Regions from separate parts of the Capsicum annuum genome. Here region 2 is linked to region 1. A link is a contact called in public Hi-C data. All regions are on one chromosome and are shown on one strand. Each heading gives the region's core, a stretch centred on a gene start, on an enhancer-like site or on the middle of the called end of the contact. The rest is flanking DNA. Distances are from core to core; before and after follow the strand shown. Region 1 holds the start of LOC107843197 (enolase). Region 2 holds the start of LOC107843189 (AT-hook motif nuclear-localized protein 1).

Region 1 (3,438 bases), core at 780-3,279:
CTCATTCTTGTTGCCCAAGAAAACAATTTACCTTCTTTTTGACTACCTTGCACAAAAAACACTCTTTTCTCTATTTTTATCTGTTCATTATATTAAAAATAAAAATAAATATTTATTTTTATTTAAAGCAACTGATAAAGTTGTTATCATGTGATCAAGAGGTCACAGGTTCAAGCCTTGAAAACAGTTTATGGCGAAAATACAAGATAAGACAGCATACATTATATCCTTGTAGTGGAGCCCTTCTTCGAACCCTACGCATAGCGAAAGTTTTAATACACCAGATTATTCTTTTTTTAAAATAAAAAAGATATTCACTTTTATTTGTTCACACTTTAAAAAGGGAAAAAAAAAAGAGAAATAACTTACCTTTATTAGTATTAGTTATAGTAATTTCTCCAAGTATTAAATTTTTTATATTCAAAGATTGATATGATAAAATTATAATTTTATCTAATACTATTTTTTAAGGAGTGTGCTAAATAAATACCGAATAAGTAAAGATAGATGAAGAGAGTAACTTATATTTGGTCAAACCTAATAATTTTGATCCAAATTAAATAACATTATAAATGTTTATTGGCTTCACTCAAAAATACTTTCTTCATTTTATTTTACTTTGTTCGTATTGACTCGACACACATTTTACATTTTTGCAAGTAACTCACCAAGTAGCACAATTTAAAGGAATATTCTCATGATTTTGAACTTTCATATTCCCTTTTTTGATACATTGTCACTCAAGAAATAAAATTTTCTTATTTAATAACTTTGATCCCACAACATAACATTATTAGATTTACGCAAAAAATAATAACACAAGTATTTATTACATCTAGCTTGTTAATCAAGTTTTAATTATATACTACAAATTCTCCAAAACTAATACTAACATTGTACTATTGTGTCTTTCCTAAATAACAAGTTATTTACTTAATTATTAAAAGGAAGTACTCCTACTAAATTATTTAACTATTAAAGTTTAAATTATTATTATTATTTCTATATTTGGAAAAGACAAAAATTACTAGTATTACAACTTTATTTTCATTGGAACCCACCCACCCCTAGATCTAGATGTAAACATTTCGACACACTCGAGGGGTACTTTCTAAAGCACATAGATTGGGAATAATTATAATTTGTTTACTTAATTTAAAATAAAAAGTTGATATAACGCTTTAATCCCTCAATTATTAATAATTTTTATAGTACTTATGCATCAAAATTAAACACATTTAACCTTTAATTAGTTGTATAGTACAGTTTTAGTCCATTTGCTTATCAATATTCATATATTTTACCATACATCACTTAATTATCACGTGTTATGTTAAAATTATATAATTCTTCATATCTACTAATTGAATTTAACATTTTCCTTCATGAAGTCATGAAAGGACCAAAAGACACATTTTAATTAAGTAAAAGTTAAATACAATCAATTATTTATGCAATTTTATTATTTATAATTTTTGTTATAACAAAATAATGATTTTATAGAGCATATAATGTAGGCATAATGCATAGATATTTAAACTTGGCTTCAATTGACAAGTAATCACTCCATCTCTGAATATATACGTCTAGACATTTCAACTTGTATTCATTGTATCGGTTAAAAACTTCAACCTATAAAGTAATCATCCAGCTATTTTCAAAATTTATGTATTAGCTCAGCATCAGGTCTCCACAAGACATCGTGAACACGAGTTAGAATGTTTATTTGTCAATGAAGACCAAGTCGAGGTGTCTAAATGTACAATCTTAAAGTCGACGTGTTATTTTGACCTTGAAGCCAAATTTGAGTCTCTGTGCATGTATTATGCCTGCAATAATCACCGGAAACTATATTTAGAAAAAACTCGACGATTGTAAAAATAAACTTTATCAATAAATTGGGGGATCAAAATTGCAATTATTCCTTTTTTAATTTTCTTACTTTTTTTTTTAAAAAAAATAATTCATCAAAACACTAATCAACATCATTAACACAAAATCAACGGTTGTAATTAACCCAACTTTTTCTACATATACGTGCTACCACTTCACATCCCATTTACCAAAAAAAACCCAACTTTTTCTCTTCACTCTTTTCTACTATTTCATACAAAAAACAGATCCAAATGGCAACTATCACAGCAATTAAAGCTCGTCAGATCTTTGACAGTCGTGGTAATCCCACTGTTGAGGTTTGTACAGATCTCTAGTTTTTTTTTCTGATTTTCTTGATGTTTTTTTCATGTTTTTTGGATCTGTTTTCAAGATTTGTGATTTTTGAGATTTTTTGTGTTTATACATGTGGTGTTTTGCTTAAGTTTTATGTTACTGCTGTAGTTTTTATGGGGTTTGTTTGGATTTTTGAATAGAGGTTGTTTGTTTATGTAAGATTGGTTGTTGATGCAGCTAAGTTGTGTTGTATCTGTTTCAAGATTCATGTATTATATATCTGTTTCAAGATTTATGTTTGTGACCTTTTTTGTGTTTACCCTTGTGTTTTGTTTGCTTAGATTGTTTGTTGCTATAATGGGTATTGATGGATTTTTGAATGGAGGTAATTTGAAGATTGTTTGGTTATGTTAAGTGTGTTATATCTGTTTCATGATTCATGCTTTTTGAGCTGATTTTGCTTAAATTGTTTGTTGCTACTATGGGTCTTGTTTAGATTTTTGAATGGAGGTTGCTTTAGGATTGTTTGGTTATGTTGGGTTGGTTGTTGATGCTGATGAGCTATGTTATATCTGTTTCAGGATTCATGCTTTTTGAGATTTTTTATGTTTACGTATGTGGTGGTATTGCTTAAATTGTATGTTAGTATTTTGGGTTTTTGTGGGTTTTGTTTGGAATTTTGAACGAAGGTTGTTTTAAGATTGGTTATGTTAGATTGGTTGTTGATGCAGATAAGTTGTGTCATATCGTTACAAGATTTGTGCTTTCTTGAGATATATTTTTACCCATGTGCTGATATTGATTAAATTATATGTTAGTATATTTGTTTTCGTGGGTTTAGCTTGGATATTTGAATGGAGGTTGTTCTTAAGAATTGACTGGTTATGTTGGATTGTTTTTTTATGTAGACTAGTGTGGTTGTATCTGTTTGTTGCTGCTATGTAGATTTTTGAGTTGATGCAGACCAAGTGGTGCTACATTGTTAGCTGCTACTTTAGTTTTTGTCGGTTTTATTTTACTTTTTGAAAGGATGTTGTATTTTAGGATGAATGGCTATGTTGAATTGCCTGTTGATGTTACATCTGTTTGTTACTGCTGTAGTTTTTGTGGGTAATGATTGGATTGTTGAAAGGAGGTTCTTTTTAAGAGCATCTGGTTATGCTGGATTGGTTGTTGATGCAGACTGGTGCTACTCTCTGTTTGTAGAGTAGATATGGTTGTCTTTTAGATGTACTAACCTGGTTGTTGTTTATATGTGCAGGTTGATGT
Region 2 (3,056 bases), core at 487-2,986, 190 kb before region 1:
TTAAAATTAGTCCTTATTTTAATAAGAATATCACACTAAAAAAAAGTAGTATGTAAGAATCAAAAAACTTACCGGAAGTTATTGAGAATATTTTTATTATGTGCATATATTCAAGTCCCTATGTTAAAATTTGGCTTTAACTACTAATTATACGACCTTGTTTGGCTTTAACTAGTCCCTATGTTAAAATTTGGCTTTAACTACTAATTATACGACCTTGTTTGACTTTAACTACTAATTTTACGACCTTGGGGTGACTTTAACTACTAATTATACGACCTTGTTTGGCTTTAACTACTAATTTTACGACCTTGGGGTTAAGAGTAAGGTCAATGTATATCCGTTCTTTGCAAATCTCACCTGTGGGACCACATCGAGGTTGGATATTTTATTGTGTATGAACACGTTTTTTTTTTCGAATTACTCTTTAGTCAAAAACGATATAAAGCGAGTCATGATAAAAGATCTGTTCACACCGAGCGCAAATTAATGCCTAACAATCGTTCGCATATAAGATCTTTTAACACTTAATTGCAGTCAACTATTTCACATTTTCACTTCATTAAATCAGTCAATCGTCATAAATCAGTCAATCGTCATAAACTGAATTATTCAGGGCATTATGTTGGATAAGAGAAAGGTCAACGTATACCCATTTTTTCTCGAATTACACTTATGGGATCACACTAAACATGTTTCACACTGAACATGTTGTTGTGTATGAACATGTTGCTTTTTCGAATTCTGAATAAGTTAGCGATGATTAATTATATTGTAACTGTCACTCGTTGGTAAAAGACGACATAAATCGAATCACCCATTCACACCGAGCGTAAATTAATGCATTACACCTATTCACATATAAAATTTTAACACTCAATTGCAGTAAATTATTTCATATTTTCACTTCATGTAAACATCAATACAAACAAGTTTTTGCTCTTATTCCGTTTACAGATAATATACGATAACTATAACAATATATCTAACATAATCTCACAAGTTAAGAAAATACTTCATTAATTTACTTGACCGCCATAAGAATTATTTCATATTTTCGCTTTATTAATTTACTTGACCGCCATAAGAATTATTCCGATGTAAACATCAATACAAGAAGTTTTTGCTCTTATTCCGTTTACGGGGCAATATATAATAATGATAACAATATATTTAATGTAATCTCACAAGTCTCTTATTCCACTCACAGGGTAATATATAATAATGATAACAATATATCTAACGTAATCTCACAAGTAAAAAAAAAATAGCAGCCCGATGCACTAACAATGATAACAATATATTTAATGTAATCTCACAAGTCTCTTATTCCATTTATCGGAAAAAAGCATCTTGATGCACTAAAGCTACTGCTGTGCTCGGTGTTCAAGGAAAGGCCCCACCACAAAGGGGTATTGTATGTAGCCTTATCTTACATTTCTATCAGAGGTTGTTTCTAGAACTTGAACCCGTGACGTCCTGATCACATGACATCAACTTTACCAGTTACTCCAAGACTTCCCTTCAATCTCACAAGTGAGGTTTGAAAATCTTATGAGGTAGAAAAAACTATTTTCTATATACCAATCTCATTATATTAGGGGCATAAATTGTAAACCTAGTGACAAGGGACAATTTTGTCATTTCACTTAATTACATTAAACAAATACTTTGATATAGTAGTAGTAGTAGAGTCCAGACAAAAAGCAAATATATTTATATTTATATGATATAATATCAGTAGTTATATTGTTTTTATTTTTACCATCTTTCACTTTATTTTTTTGCTATTTTCATTGCCACCATTAATGGAGGGAACCTCAACACAAATCAAACATCATTAGTATTCTCAAAAACCCTTGTTTTATTTTTTTTGTTCTGGCGCCATTTTGTTTACCAACCCTTTCAAAACATCTATACAAGTCGTCGAAATCTGCGTATAACGAGAGCTGTAGTGTACCGAATTGACCTTTACTATATAAAACTCTCATTCTTGAATTTTTTTTGGGGTTTTTTTGAAGGAAGAAAATGATGGAAATGGAGGACAAGGAGAGTACAGAATCAGGATCACTGGGAGTTAACTCTGAGTATGACTCACCACCACCACTGCAGCAGCAACAGCCTCTGCCACAAGTTGTGTCAGCAGCAGCAAATGGGGGTGGGGGTGGGGTAGTGCTACCCCACCACCAAGAGGGTGGGGGTGGGGGTGGGGTGGTGATGGGGGTTAATGGGGTGGTGGAGAAGAAGAAGAGAGGGAGACCAAGAAAGTATGATGCTGAGGGGAATTTAACACCACAGTATATAAAAGCTGCCAAAGCTGCTGCTGCCAAAGCTGCTGCAATAGCAGCTGCTGCTGCAGCAGGTGGTGTTGATGGTGGTGGAGGATTGGTTACTTCAACACCACCACTACCTGGTGGTGCTGGGGTGGTGTCACCAGTGACAGGTTTTACCATAACATCACCACCATCTTCTTGTGGTTTTTCAACTTCTTCCTCTACTAAAAGAGGACGTGGAAGACCTTCTGGTGGTTCTAACTTGCAGTTAATTGCTTCTTTGGGTAAGTTTGAATACAACAACGAAAAAAATAAAATAAACCAAGATTCATATGTTTAGTGATTTTTGTGGGTTTATAGTGTTTTTGCTTAAAGATCTGTTAATTCTTGGAAAATATTTGGTTCTTGTTTGGCTGTAGATTTTGAAGTTTTGAAACTTGAAAATATGAGTTTTTATGGAATTTTAGCACTTGGGCTGAGGGTCTTCTGGAAACAGCCTCTTTAGTAGGGGGTATCTTGAAACTTGAAAATTTAAGTTTTTCTAGTAGTGATTTTTGGAATTTGAGCACCTTGGGTCAAGGGTCTTTCGAAAATTGTCTCTCTACCTCTAGGAAGTAGGGTTAAGGTCCGTGGACTCTCTACGCCCTCTAGACCCCACTTGTGTGATTTGACAGGGTATGTTGTTGTGAACATTCTATGCTCTCTAGACCCCACTTGTGTCGAAGCCGGAAAAGCTCAAGAACATGTCTGAGCTAGTTTGTGAAAACTTGAAAAATATTTAAA

The links. A called contact is a pair of places that touch in the nucleus more often than the background predicts.
Region 2: a Hi-C map of leaf shows a contact between it and region 1, with 1.8 times the contacts expected there. The contact joins the promoter of LOC107843189 here to the promoter of LOC107843197 in region 1. A contact is called at or near these places in 3 of 5 Hi-C or Micro-C datasets (bud, leaf and placenta).

Annotation. Positions count from the first base shown.
Region 1 is chr9:2,722,454-2,725,891 of UCD10Xv1.1, reverse strand. LOC107843197 (enolase) reads left to right here and starts at 2,029. Exons shown (of 17, transcript XM_016687417.2): 1 at 2,029-2,192; 2 at 3,431-3,438. The coding sequence starts at 2,127.
Region 2 is chr9:2,915,797-2,918,852 of UCD10Xv1.1, reverse strand. LOC107843189 (AT-hook motif nuclear-localized protein 1) reads left to right here and starts at 1,736. Exons shown (of 5, transcript XM_047395986.1): 1 at 1,736-2,557. The coding sequence starts at 2,029.